Regions from separate parts of the Mus musculus genome. Here region 1 is linked to region 2. The links are chromatin contacts, called in public Hi-C maps. All regions are on one chromosome and are shown on one strand. Each heading gives the region's core, a stretch centred on a gene start, on an enhancer-like site or on the middle of the called end of the contact. The rest is flanking DNA. Distances are from core to core; before and after follow the strand shown.

Region 1 (7,561 bases), core at 1,339-3,838, 240 kb before region 2:
CGGGGAAAGAGATAAAAATTTGATTTAGAAAACTGAAGCCGGGCGGTGGTGGCACACGCCTTTAATCCTAGCACTTGGGAGGCAGAGGCAGGTGGATTTCTGAGTTCGAGGCCAGCCTGGTCTACAAAGTGAGTTTCAGGACAGCCAGGGGTATACAGAGAAACCCTGTCTTGAAAAACCAAGAGAGAGAGAGAGAGAGAGAGCAGAGGTGGAAGGGTGCAGACAAACATCTCGAATTGATGTTGACATTCTGTAGTGCAATGAACATTGGTTGTTGGTGAGTGGAAGGGAGGAGGATGGCTCAGAGATGCCTACCTTGAATGCTTTTGTTGGTAATGCCTTAAAAAATAAAATAAAGTTAAATAAAATAGGACTAGGAAGTGGTAGCATATGCCTGTAATATCAGCACTGAAGCAGAACTCTTGAGTTTAAGTCCATCAGCGATATATAGAAAGACTCTAAGATAATAATTATTGGAGCTCTAACAAGTGTAGATGCTAGGAAATTTCAGATGGAACTTCCTAGGAAGAGTGGACTTGGGACAAGGATTGGACATACATGATTTTTTTTTTTTTTTTAGAATAGGTTTTATTCAGGGCATGGGGAGGGGAGTAGTTGAGGAAGTAGAGACAGAGAAAGAAAGGAAGAGAGAGAGGGAAAGGAGTAGAGGCCGGCCATGAGCACGTGGAGGGAGAGGGGGGAGGGAAATGGGAAGAGAGGGGGAGCAGGAGCAAGAGGGCAGAGCAAGAGAGCAAGAGCGACATAAATGCTTCGAGAGAGCCCTTTTAGGGCTGGACAGATGGCTTACCTGTTAAAAGCAGACCAGAAAGAATTAGATTCCCACCACTTAGATTAGGTGGATCACAAGTGCCTGTGACTTCAGCCCACGGGGAGTGGCACGCGCACGCGCACACACAGACACACACACACACACACACACACACACACACACACACACACACGCACGCACACTCGCACGTGCACACACGCACACGGACGCACAGATTTAAAACTCACATATATACATGATTAGAGTTTGTATACTGTGGCCATTAATACCTGGCAGATAGTTGCTATTTGCTGAAGAAAAGAACTTGAATTGATGAAGGTGCAAAAAGTTAGGTAGAAGGTACTGTGTTTGCAAGGCAAAAAGGAGAGAATTGGATGAAGAGTGAGAAGCCAGGGAGAAGGCAAAGAATCACCAAAACCAGCTAAATCCTGAAAGAAGCTACAGTAGGCAGTGTCAGCTCCTGCAGAGGAGTGGAGCTAGCTGAGAAAGGATTCCAAAACACTGAGAAAATTTTCCATAAAGTTGGATAGTCTTCAACTGGGGTCTTATTTCAGAACAGGCAGCACTGTTGGAAGCTAGAGATTGGAGCGATTGAGGGGTAGGAAGATTGGTGATATAAAATATTTGGGGATTAGGTTTGGTGGTCACAACTTTAATCCCAGAGCAAGAGAGGTAGAAGGAGGCAGATCTCTGAGTTCAAGGACAGCCAGGGCTATGAAGAGGCAGCAAGTTGCATCTTTACCTGCCTAGCCTGAGAACCTGTATTCCATAGCAGTCTCTCTCTCTTTTTTTTTTTTTTTTTTTTTTTTTTTTTGTTTTGTTTTTCGAGACAGGGTTTCTCTGTGTAGCCCTGGCTGTCCTGGACCTCACTTTGTAGACCAGGCTGGCCTCGAACTCAGAAATCCGCCTGCCTCTGCCTCCCCAGTGCTGGGATTAAAGGCGTGCGCCACCACGCCCGGCCCCCATAGCAGTCTCTTAGCAGAAGGAGATAACTGACTCCTGTGGTTGTCTTCCAGCCCCCACAGGAGCACCTGGAATGCTCCCCCACCCCACCCCCCGTGTAATTTAAGATGTTTGGGGATGCAGAAAATATTTAAGTCAGACGAAGGTACCATCCCGGCACTGAAGGGTTTTTGATACGGGACAGATGAGTAAATGAAAGCAGTTGCTAAAGGCTCAGATCAGCGTTGCCAGCATGTAGTAGCCCAGATCTCCTAATCCCAGAATTGAAAGGAAAATCGGAAGTCATTAATAGTCATTACTACCCCTTCTGTTCGATTTTCTAGAAAATCATGTGCCTTGCTTAGGGAGATGGGGCAAAGGTATAAAGTAATACAGCCATTGTCCCAAGATATTCAAATAAAGTAGGACTGCGTGGCTGTATAACACAACGGATTTTAAAAAGTGGTTTCAAGTCAGTTCGGAGGTTATCTGGCCAAGTCAGCTTGGCTTCCTTGCTTGTAAAATCGAATATACCCTACTGATTTGTTGTGATTTGTTGTTTCTAGCTACTGACTTTCAACCATATGCCATATCTACAGGTTTTTCCTTTAAAAGTAAAGAAAGTTCTATGAATTCCGAGGACGATTACTTAAGGAGTCCCTCAACTTTAATCATGCACATAGCCCCCCAGGCAGGGCAAGCGGCGCGGCTGTGTATGCGCGCAGTCCTGAAGGGGTGGCCGGTGGCCGCTAGGGGGCGCCGCGAAATCGCAGCAGCTGTTCCTCCGGTCTGAGGAAGACTACTGTGCAAACCCAAGAACGGCGCAGGCTCCATACGCATGCGCGGTCTGTCCTTGACAGCCAACATGGCGCCGGTGGAGCACGTTGTGGCTGATGCCGGAGCTTTCTTGAGGGACGCGCCTCTGCAGGTACTGGGGATCCCGCCGCGGGGCCTGGGCTTGAGGCCCTCCAGGGATGCGTGTGGGGTCAGGCGAGCGGGATAACTGGGCCGGTCTGTCCCCAGGACATCGGGAAGAACATCTACACCATCCGGGAGGTGGTGCGAGAGATTCGCGACAAGGCCACGCGCAGGCGGCTGGCAGTGCTGCCCTACCAGCTTCGGTTCAAGGAGCCTCTCCCAGAGTACGTGCGGCTGGGTGAGTGAGTGCCCCGGCCCAGCCTTGTGGCAGACAGACCCGCCCCGATCGGTAGCAGGCAGCGTTTGTTTTAGAGACAGTCGGTTCAGCCTGGCTTTAATAGTGCCAGCCGTGCGCTCCACGGTGTATCACAGGCTTTAAGCTTTATCGTGAAAATAGTAATAATATCTGCCTCCCCTCCGCGAGGACTGAAGACCATGCGGATATACCTCTTGGAGAAGTGTCTAGCAAATTGGACACATGAGGTAAAGTTGTGTAGACTCCTAAGACTCAGTGCGAGAGCGCTCTACAAGTATACAGAAGGCTCTGGGTGAATTACAAATAGAGAACCTAGATCTGTGGTCCTGTGTGTAGGGTGATTATAGTTTCCAGTGGAGGCAACCTCAACTCAGAAAAAGGCATGCAGGCTGGGCGTGGTGGCGCACACCTTTAACTCCAGCACTTGGGAAGCAGAGGCAGGCGGATTTCTTCTGAGTTTGAGGCCAGCCTGGTCTACAGAGTGAGTTCCAGGACAGCAAGGGCTACACAGAGAAACCCTGTCTCGAAAATAACAAAAATAAATAAAGAAAGAAAAGAAAAAGGCACACGATATAGACAGTGGTGCAGTCTTCGTCCCGGGGAGATAGGTTTCAGGGTCATGGGTCCCAGGCCAGCCTGAGCTAGGTAGTGAGACTGTCATATTAAAAATAAAAGGGGATTGGGCCCAGTGTGATGTCACATGTTTTTAGTCCAAGCCCTCTGAAGTCAGAGGTTCCAAGCAAGCCAGGGCTATATATGTAGTGAGATCTCATCTCAAAAATAACAAATTTTAAAAAGGAAAGGGGATGTGTTTAGGGCTTGCATTAGTTCTGAAAAAAAAAAAAAATAGCTGCCTAGGGGTCATCGTCCTCTTCAGGAATCCAGGTTAGTAGGGAGTGGAGGCGTCACTGAGGCAGATGGTGGTCAGGGCTCTACCTGCTCTGCAGTGGTTTCTGTAGCTTTTCCCTCCGACTTGATAGTTACAGGGTCTCTGTCAAGTGGCTTCAACTTTCCAAAATACTAGTAGTACCTCATAGGATACGGTTGGGAGGAAATGGGTCAACATATAATCTACATGCTAACAAAGCACTCACATGCATTTAAAAAAAAGGGTTTTTGTTTTGTTTTGTTTTTGTTTTTGTTTTTGTTTTTTTGAGACAGGGTTTCTCTGTGTAGCCCTGGCTGACCTAGAACTCTGTAGGCCAGGCTGTCCTCAAATTCAAACCACCTGCCTCTGTCTCCCCAGCGCTGGGGCCAAAAGCATGCACCAGCACTGGCCGGCAAGTAAGTGAATCTTACTACAGATACTGGGAACATTTGCTGGGTGCCCAAGGAAGCTTGTTTGTTTTGAGGCAGAGGCAGGGTCTCTCCTCTTTATGTCCAGCTTGCTCAGGACTCTCCATATAGACCAGGCTGGCCTTGAACTCAGAATTGCCTACATCTGCCTCCCACATCCTAGTATTAAAGGAGGTATGTACCATTCTGGGACTGGAGAGGTGACTGAGCTCTTCTGAAAAGCAGAGGTTCACTTCCCAACACCCACATGGCAACTCGGCCATCTGTTAACTCCAGTTCCAGGGCATCTGACACCCTCTTCTGAACTGAGGGCACTAGGCATACACGTGGTGGACAGACTGGCATGTATACATATCAAAGCCATTCATAAGCATAAAAATAAAGATATGTACGGCCACGCCCTGCTATTAATACCAATTTTTATAGGAAATGTAGCAGTGTGTCTGTCACTCACGCCGTTATTATAAGAAGACACTTTTCTGATATGAGAAAATTGTGTGTTTATTGACAGTGTCTCAAACACTGTAGTAGCCGGTGCCATTCACTGTGGATCAAGTATAGTGTGCTGTTCTTAAAATCTTTAACAAACTGACCATTAGGGGTTGGGAGTTTAGCTCAGTGGTAGAGCACTCTCCTAGCAAGCGCAAGGCCCTGGGTTCGGTCCTCAGCTCTGAAAAACAAACAAACAAACAAACAAACAAAAAAACCACAAAAGACCGACCATTAGTACACAGTGCCTCTCTCGGTTTCATCAGAGGCCGTGGTTACAGCCCAGGTAACTTTCTGTCCCATCCTGCACTCAAACCCTCTGTTAATCTGGCTGCTGTACAGAAGTAAAGAGTAGAGCTTAGAAAGAAGAAAGGCGTATACTGATAACCGTGCTTTCCCGAGGAGCTCTGTCTGTCAGCCTTGCCTTGTTCCCCGATCTCAGGGATGAGAACCTCACCTTAGAGCTACCTCACTCGGGCGGGGCTTGGTGGTGGTGAACGCGGACTTCTCAGTCACAGAGGAGAAAGTAGATGGCGCTGTTTTTATGGGATACAGATTCTTATTGCTGTTTGGTTATTTGGCAGTGGTGGTTTTTCGAGACAGGGTTTCTCTGTGTAGCCCTGGCTGTCCTGCAAGTCACTCAGTAGACCAGGCTGGCCTCGAACTCAGAAATCCGCCTGCCTCTGCCTCCTGAGTGCTGGGATTAAAGCCGTGTGCCACCACTGCCTGGCTGACTTTGAACTTTTATGAGGCTGAAGATAGCTTTTAATTTTTAGTCTCCATGGAGTACCAGGATTACCGTAGGAGTGAGCCACCTCCCCCAGATGGAATATTGATTCTAAGTCCTTCGAGAAGAAAACATTTGTGCATGGCACAATTTAGATGAGGTTAGAGGGCAGCCTGATAGGATGGGTTTTCTCCTTCCACCATGCAGCGCCCAGGACCAAATTCAGGTGGTCGCATTTGCTGCCAGACACCTTTACTCTGTAGTGGCCCATCATTTCAGTGGCCCATACGGCATTTGTTCTGGTGTGTGGTGTGTGGTGTGTGTGTGTATCTGTATCTATGTATGATGTATGTATGCGTGCCATGTATCTGCCTGGTGCTCTCAGGCTGGAAGAGGGTGTTAGATCCTTTGGAATTGGAGTTAACAGTTGTGAGCCACCATGAGGATACTGAGAACTGAGCCCAGGTCCTTTTTAGTGCTCTTAACTGATAAGCCATCTCTCTGGGCCCTACATGTGTTCTTTCCATGCTGTGGTTATCCAAGGACTTGTCAGTTTGCCCTTAACTAAAGATAGAAATCTCTTGTTTGCTTGCAGTAACTGAGTTTTCCAAGAAAACTGGGGACTACCCCAGCCTCTCTGCCACAGATATCCAGGTGCTGGCTCTGACTTACCAGCTGGAAGCAGAATTTGTCGGGGTGTCTCATCTAAAAAAAGAACCAGAGAAGGTAAATGAGGGGGTTGGATTGTTTGGTTGGTTGGTTTGGTTTTGAAATTTGTGTGTGGCTTTATGCTTTTGGCATGGTGGGGAGGATGCCTGTGGAAGCCAGAAGGGGAGTAGAATTACAGGCTTTTGTTAACCACTGAACCAGCAACACCGGTGCTGGGAGTGGGACCCTAGTCCTCAGGCTTGTACACTAAATGCTCTTAACCACTGAGCCACCTCCAGCCCCAGGTTTCTTTGTTTTTTTTAGTGTACTCTATATTATAGGAACTGTCAAGTGTGAAAGAAGGAATATTAGAGTGGCCTTGGTGGCCTTATAAGTCACTTCTACATTACCATCCACAGTAATCGTTTCATCATGCAGAGCCACAACCCAGTCTGTTTTCAGCTAGGAGGTCTCTGCTGTTTTTGCGACATGTAGCTTCTCCCGTGTGTCTTTATTACATGCTCTTAATTAAAATAAAGACAAAGCCGGCCGGCTAGAGCCCTGTAACACGATGACCTATGACTGAGCCTCTGTGAAAGGGTAGATGCGTTGGCTAGAATTGGCAGTTCTAGTGCTCCCATTCTGATGAGAGAGGCGGCAGAATCGGCAGGAAGCAACAGGAGAGACGTTGCCTGAAACAAAGACAAGGCACACGGAGAAAGTGGGTCCCAGAGAGACCGTCCTCTGACCTCCGTGTGGGCACCTGTGTGCTGTGGCACCTCACTCTACTCCGTCTTCCTCATATACACGATTAACCGATCTTTATAGGACAGGGTCTCACTATGTTGTCCAGTTTGGACCTGAACCCTTTTTGTATTAAGACAAGATCTCATAATATAGCCTTGCTTGTCCTTGAACTCACAGAGACCTACCTGCTTGCATCCCAGAGCAGTGGGATTAAAGGCATGTGCTACCAGGTCCAGCTCTTTGTTTATTTTCTGTATTTCATTTCTTTTGTGCATGCGTGTATGTGTGTGTGTGTGTGTGTGTGTTGTGTGTGTGAACATACCACAGCTTGCTAGAAGGGTCAGAAGCCTATGGGAGTTGGTTTTCTCCCTCAACTGCATGGGTCCTTTTACTTAAGCTTAAAAATAACAATAGCCTTGGGCTGGGATGTTGCTTCTTACTAAGTGCTTGTCTCATGCCTGAAGCCTGAGTTCAGTTAGTAGCAGTGTTATGTGGAGAGTGGAGCTCACTTGTCCTGTATCCCAGTGCTCTGGAGACTCAGAGGTTCAAGGTGGATGCTCTATTTAATGAGTGTAAGGAAGGTGAGCCTGAGCTACCTTAGACCCTGCCTCCAACACAGAAACACCTTCAGAGCCATCAGTGTCTTCAGATAGGATTAATATGGGCCCCTGATGTTACCAAATAACCAATCAGTAGTCACACTTTTCCATTCTGAGTGTTTAATCAGCTTGTTTTGGTGAGACTCCAA
Region 2 (6,912 bases), core at 2,200-4,699:
ATACCTCAGTTTCTCTTTCTGTAAACAGGGGAGGATAAAAGTTCTTTAGTAGGAGTGTTAAAGAGAACCAAATGAGGTAATGTGTAGGGGTGCCTCATAAACACTGTGTAAGTGTGAACTCGGTTTTTAACAGAGAATTATCACAGCTGATTGTCAGTTCAGGCGCAGGCCTGACTCCAGTCTCCAGTGTGCTGTGTACTAAGACAGAAAGGTGGCACACTGAGTTTGACAGATTTTTTTCACTTTGTGTGTGTGTGTGTGTGTGTGTGTGTGTGTGTGAGAGAGAGAGAGAGAGAGAGAGAGAGAGAGAGAGAGAGAGAGAGACTCATATCTCTGTTGACTCCAGCTTGTGTCAAACTGACATGATACTAGCCAGCAAACCCAGCTTGAAAACCTTATTTTGAGCCAATGAAACACATGTACATATTTCTAAGGGCTAAATAGTGTTGCAGTCTCCTGCTAGAGCAGACTGGCCCTTCAAGCTTTCACGTGGACAGCTACACACGAACCTGCCACAGGCCCTCTTGCAAGTAGCTAAGATTATAAGATGAGGCACAAGGCTGCTGCCTCTCCAGTTGTTTGTTTGTTTGCTTCTTTTAAAAAATTATTTTATTGCCAGGCAGTGGTGGTGCATGACTTTAATCCCAGCACTTGGGAGGCAGAGGCAGGTGGATTTCTCTAAATTAGAGGCCGGCCTGATCATATTTATATGAGTATGGTCCTGCACAGGCATGGGGATTGGAACAAATATCTAGAGTCCCTTCTCTCTTCCCACCTTTACATGGGTTTGGGTAATTGAACAAATCCTATCAAACTTGTGTAGCATGAACTTCAGCACACTAAGCCATTTTTTTTTAAGTATCACTATTATATGTGTATGGGTGTTTTGCATACATGCAGGTCTGTACACCATGTGCCCTCAGAGGGTGTTGGAACCCTGGGACTGGAGTTACAGATTTGAGCTGCCATATGTGCTGGAAATTTAAGCTGGGTCCCTTAGAACAGTCAATGAGTGTTCTCAAACACTCAGCCATCTCTCCTCTCCAGCCCTAATTTTTCCTATTTTGAAATGATGCATCTTATGGACCAGGCTGATCTCCAACTTGTTATCCTCCAGGCTCCACCTCATCACACCCACGCTACCTCAGAAGATGTGATTTTGTGTCAAGGTGACAAGGGTCTGACGTGTGGTGGCTATTGTTGGTGTCAATCTGATTGCATCTGGGATTAACTAAGGCTCAAGCAACTGTGTTCACCTGGGAGGGACTTTTCTGAGTTAAATCATTTGAAGTGGGAAGACGACCCACCTTTAACCTGGGCCACACTGTCTGCTGGCAGCCTGTATAAAGGACAAGGAAGAAGGAAACTCTCTGGCAAGGTCATTCCTTCACTGGCATTAGAGCATACTTCTTCAGGATTCTGGTGTACTGAAAAGCAGCTGAGACATCCAGCCTCACAGACTGAACTACTGGGTTCTTAGGCTTTCTGTTGGTAGAAAGCCCTTGTTGGATGAGCTGGACCACAGCCTGTAAGCCATTCTAATAAATCCCCATCATATATGTAGACTCATCTATCAGTTTTGTTCCTATAGAGAGCCTTAACTAATACACTACTCACTTTTTTTTCTCTTTTCTCTCTCTCTCTTTTTAAGGCAGGGTCTTACTATGTAGCCCTGGTTGGCCTAGAACTTGCTATGTAGACCAGGCTAGTCTCAAACTCAGAGAGATCTGCCTGCTTCTGCCTCCCAGTGCAGGGATGGAGGGCATTGGGCCACCATGCTCAGCTCTCCACCTCACAGCTGCTGAGGTACAGGGAAGCGATTCAACTGAGTTTCTTCTAAGATTTAACTCCATCTTGAAAAGAACGTGGTTTTGTTGTTCTCATCACCACTTCCTGACGTTCTCGTTCTAAATAATGAGAATTTAATAAGAATAATCAGCTTGCACGTTCACACACAGCAACCCCACACGGGCTCCTTATAGGTTTTCCTTCAGCATTTACATTAGGACTATTCTAAGTACAGTTCTAGAACATATATTCTTTTTTCTTTCTTTCTTTTTTCTTTTTAATTTCTGGGCTGGCCTCAAATTCAAGATCTACTTGACTCAATCTCCCATTGAGATTCTATCTTCCACTGGATAGCCAGAAAACATTTCCCTGACACCTGTGTATCTGAGTACCTTTTAACCATAAGCTTGTAAGTATGTGACATTTGGAAGGCTGGGGAGGAGAGATGGAATCCTAAGTCAGCTTAGGTGCACAGTGAGACTCTCTTAAATAATGAATGTTTTGTGGTGCTACAAATGAAACTGAGTGTGCAGTATTAGCTTAGCACATATGAAAGCCCTGGATTGGATCCCCAGCACCATGGAAAAAAAAATGTGTTTTGCAGGAAAATTGAGTCATTTCAAGCCTATCATCACTACAAAGATATGTGGTGGCATCAATTTATAACCCAGCACCCAGGTGGCTGAAGCAGATGGATGATGATAGCTCAGAGGCTATCCTGGGCTACATGGTTAGGCCTTGTTGCAAGAAGCAAAACAAACAAAAATATCCAGGCAGGTTCACGTTCTGCCCCTCCCTTTGGTGACGTTCTGTAGTAAAACCCGGGACCCCATTTCACTTGTGAGGCTCCCATAATAAAGATCAGGAACACCCGGAGCTGTTACTTTGTAACACACAGCAGGTGTCACACAAATGATAAACAATTTTACACCTGAGTTCTCAAGAGTCCCTCAGAAAAGCAATTGCCCTCTCAATGCTTCATAAAAGAATTGAGTCGTTGTTTGTCTGTTTTTCAATTATGTGTATGCGTGTTCTGTTTGCATGTATGTACACATCACATATGAACAGTGACTATAGAGGCCAGAAGAGGACATCAGATTGCTAGCTGTCACATGGGTACTAAGACTTGAACCCAGGTCCTTTAGAAGAGCAGTGCTCTCAGCTTCTAAGTCATCTCTCTAGCCACAAGAATTAATTTTTCAAAACGCATATAAAGCGACTCAGCTGAGCAAGCTTTGAACTACACAGATCAGACATCTAGCTAGAAATGCTGTCAAATGTATGCTACCCATCACCAGATTGTAATAAATTATGTGGGGTCTTCTTACCTTAAACTTTTGTAAATGGAGTCACAGCCTTCTCAGATTATTGTGAATCAAGCAAGATTTGTCACGCAACTATCAAACAGCAGGAAGAGTGCCTTGATAATGAATTCCTATTAGCATCAGGATTAAACATTGGATTCAAATGCTGGCATTAAGAATGGGGCTATCCCTTCCTGTGACTAATCCTCGATTCCTGTTGTAGTGGAATCGCCGGGGCCTAATGAGTGATCTACTCTGACCTGATGTTGGTCATGCGAAAAGGCTATCAGTGTGTGAGAGGTAATTATAAAATGGCCTATTTCCCTTGCTTCACACAGTCACTAGAACCTCAACCTCTGTGTATAAATTTCCCCAACAGTTTAGCTAGTTCCAAGGAAAACAATCAACTGAAGCCCAGCACTGCGGACAATAAAACATTACCTCATGTTGGCTTTTCTTTACTGGTAGAAAGAGAACTCCAAGCTGTTTTCTGCTTCCCACTTCATATCCCCTAACAGGGCCAAACCAGGATGGCTATATCTCTCAACTATCAAATGAGAAATCCACTTCCAACAAAGAACCCTAGGGAGCCACCGCGCACCCTATCTTAGGTTATACGAAATGTTAGCAGAGGCACCGAAGAACATTGTGCACCCCAACTGTCTTCATCCACAACACCTAAGCAGCACAGTACCCTTTCCTTAAAAACAAAAGTCTTATAAAAAAAAAAAAAAAAAAAAAGCAACCGTAGTCAGGACAAGAAAAGGAAAACAGTATCTTTATTGTGTAGTTCTAACAAACATTCACTGTGTGCACATTCCAGTAGAAAGAGACAAAGATCTTTGTTCAAAATAAGCTGAAACCAAATAGGTAAACAAACCCCATCGTTGAATTCACAAAAGGAATGTAGTATTAGCCACTCAGTTGAGGGTGCAGGAAAAGACAAGCCAAATAACCGAAAGGAGCGTCTGCCCAAGCAGCTGATTAGACGAGGCAGGCGTGGGCAAGGAGTGGCCCCTGCCATTCATGAGTAGGACACTGGGTGTAAGGCAGGTGACTGGCACACCCCTGCTTCTTCAGCCTCCCTCCTAGACCACTCCCACAAATCCCAAAGCTGGCCAAATGTGACGGAGCTCCCCGTTACTTTTGGGATATTTGGCAACTGAATCTCACAGCTTCAACCCTTCGGTTTCTCGTTGAGACAAGACATGTCTGAGTCCACTTCCCTTGGGGTAGGAGGCAATGAACATTTACGATCCTTGCTTCAGTCATCTCAGGTCGACTTCAGCCGGACGGGCATCACTGGAGACAGAAGCATGAGTGCTGCATGTGATGACACACCTTGCTTGTAAATCACTTTCCACTGCTTGCCATCAGCACTTAATGAGCACAAACCCTACACCGTGAGCCCCGATGGCAACTGCTGGAAGAGCCAGCCAGCTCAAGTGACAGCTCTGGACAGACTTGTCTCTGCTTAAGTAAGTCCATACACTGTGTGCTATTGCTTTCTGTACATCACTCAGTGATGAAAACCAGCTCCCAGGGCTGGGTAGAAACTTTTAGAGAATGGGTGTTAACACATTTTATCTGGGTAGCACAAATCTCTCATGTTCACCTGCCATTACCTGTATATGTGGCAGCAGCTGGTCACCTCAAGAATAAACAATCAAACCTGCCCACGCCCACAGGTCAGGAGGTGCTGTCAGTGGATAGGAACTGCCTCCTCTTGGTCTTAATGTTTTTTCATGACCCTCAAATGTCCAGGCTTCTTTGACAAGTTTAGACTTTTAAAAGTACACCTGTGCACATGTTGTGTTGCTTTGCCGTTTACGGAAAGCCTTGACAAACGATCACCTAAAACCTACCTTTCCCCTAGCTGTTTATGTAGGCAACAGGATTACAACAAGTAGACCTGAACAGAATCTCATTATGTAGCTTTGGCTGGCTTGGAGCTTGCTCTGTAGACCAGGCTGACCTACAACCCAAGAGAACTGTCTGCTTCTGCCTCCCAAGTGCTGGGATTAAAGATTTAAAAAAAAAAAAGCATCCTTTTTATATAATATAAAATGACATTACATTATCAGTAGTTCAAAAGAAGCCCTGGGTATTGACGGATTTCATGGATCGCAAAGACAAAAGTATGAAAATCTTTTCCTTCTGGCTCTCGGGAGAAAAAGCTCAGCTATAAGAAGCTGGGAAAGACACAAATGTGAAATAGAAAAAACGGCTTTTGGTATTGATGTTTACTGTAGAAATATCAAAACACCGATTCTACTTAAGAATACAGTTCTTTTATTTGGTGGAGTGGTTGTGACATGGTCTCTCTATGTAGCCTGACTGTCCTGGAACTTACTATGTGGACCAGACTGGCCTCAACTCAGAGATTCTGCAGCCTCTGTCTCTCCTACATCGGGATTAATGGTGTGCACCACCATGCCCAGCCGAAAATGCAGTTCTTTAACATTTCCTACAAGCCAGATGTTTTTCACTAGGTGTCCCATCAAGTTTGGAGTTAGCTGGGACGCTCCTGTCCTGCACTCAATGTTCCTTTGTTCTTCCCTTCTACCCAGCATACTCCATGTGACTTCGCTATCCCAGCATGCAGGTCCCGGGCTCCCTGCACACAACCTTCCCTGCCTTTACCTGGAGATGCGCGCCGCATGCCGCTTTTGTTACAGACTAATTACGCTGTCAATCTATGACACAATATTACAGACGTTTCTAAAGACGAATGGTTGATTAAGTCTTCATCTCTGACATAAAAGTCACCTAGAAATCACTCTAAAATATCATATTCAAGTGTGTAAGGAAAAGGTTAATGTTATTTTGATGAATTCTGAATTCATTCAACTGCTAAATCACAGGATACGAGTCCTGGACTGAACTTTTTAAAAAATAGTTTACACGGGCAGACTGGTTTACTGTGCAGTTTCCTGTCCTGTCAAGCCCCTGGCAAGCTGGAAGGGAGGCAGGAGGACACTTCCCAACATCTCTGGTCCTGCTGGAATCCCATGGTTTCCTGCTGGATGTGACACCAGCCCAGAAGCTGACTGGTAATGAACAAAGATGTGAAGAAAGATCATAGAAACTAAGAAACAGCTGGGTACTGTCAGGCACTGCCACAGGGAGAGAGAATACAGTCAGAGGTGCCAGGAAAATGCCTGGACCAACGAGAGAAGGAATTTTAAATGACTGCCTACTTTCCAGTGAAATTCATATCCAAGAGGAAAGAAAGCTTCCAGATTTATCATTACCCTCAATAGAAAGTAGGACAAAACCAAAAGTTGGCGCCATGGAGGTAAAACCCAGATGAAAACCGAAGTCTCTTGGCATGGTCTCCCAATCTGAAGGGGCATGCCGGACAATGACATTTACATCTAAGTTATTTTACTGAGATAAACATAAGTTCAAACTTGAGTCTTGTACTTTAAGACAAGGAATCAGAAATTTGCTAATCGGTAAAGAAAAACAGCAGAAAGGCCTTTGTGAAGCCCCACGGACCGGAGAGAAGTGTATAGAAGGTAAGCACACACACACATCTTTCACTGGTAAAGACAGCCAGGGTGGAAGATGGTTAGAAACCAGTGTCAGACCAGAGAGCGCATGTTGGTCCCTTTTTAAACTGCTCTCCTGTAAGTAGTGTTTGGTTCTCTTTGTAAAAGAGATTACTCTGAAGTCAGTCCTTCTTCAGCTCTTAGATTCCTAAGAAATCAAAGGGATGCACACTTTGTGAAGTATTTTGGGAAAAGAGGCGGGACTTAGAGACAGGAGGAGCCATCAGCTACACTGTCTGGAGGGGGCAGGGGTAGATAGCCACTGT

What was found. Hi-C and Micro-C count contacts between places; a contact is called where the count stands out from the background.
Region 1: a contact with region 2 is called in a Hi-C map of extraembryonic endoderm stem cells, with 2.7 times the contacts expected there. The contact joins the promoter of Nob1 here to the enhancer-like site in region 2. A contact is called at or near these places in 6 of 39 promoter capture datasets (the 3T3-L1 cell line, the C10 cell line, embryonic stem cells and 3 more), 3 of 484 Hi-C or Micro-C datasets (the HL-1 cell line, extraembryonic endoderm stem cells and olfactory sensory neurons), 2 of 115 datasets of contacts at active chromatin or transcription factors (embryonic stem cells and pancreatic cancer cells) and 1 of 9 other capture datasets (adipose tissue).

Annotation. Positions count from the first base shown.
Region 1 is chr8:107,420,065-107,427,625 of GRCm38.p6, reverse strand. Nob1 (NIN1/RPN12 binding protein 1 homolog) reads left to right here and starts at 2,588. Exons shown (of 9, transcript NM_026277.3): 1 at 2,588-2,660; 2 at 2,756-2,888; 3 at 6,014-6,144. The coding sequence starts at 2,598.
Region 2 is chr8:107,184,403-107,191,314 of GRCm38.p6, reverse strand. Cyb5b (cytochrome b5 type B) reads right to left here. Exons shown (of 5, transcript NM_025558.5): 5 at 3,845-6,912. Among named protein-coding and RNA genes, the nearest start is that of 4930517G24Rik, 17 kb to the left of the region's middle. Within about 2 kb of position 3,449, at least 25 of the 459 cell types and tissues checked have an H3K27ac peak or open chromatin away from gene starts, as enhancers often do. A contact at or near this core is called in extraembryonic endoderm stem cells, where this site is marked.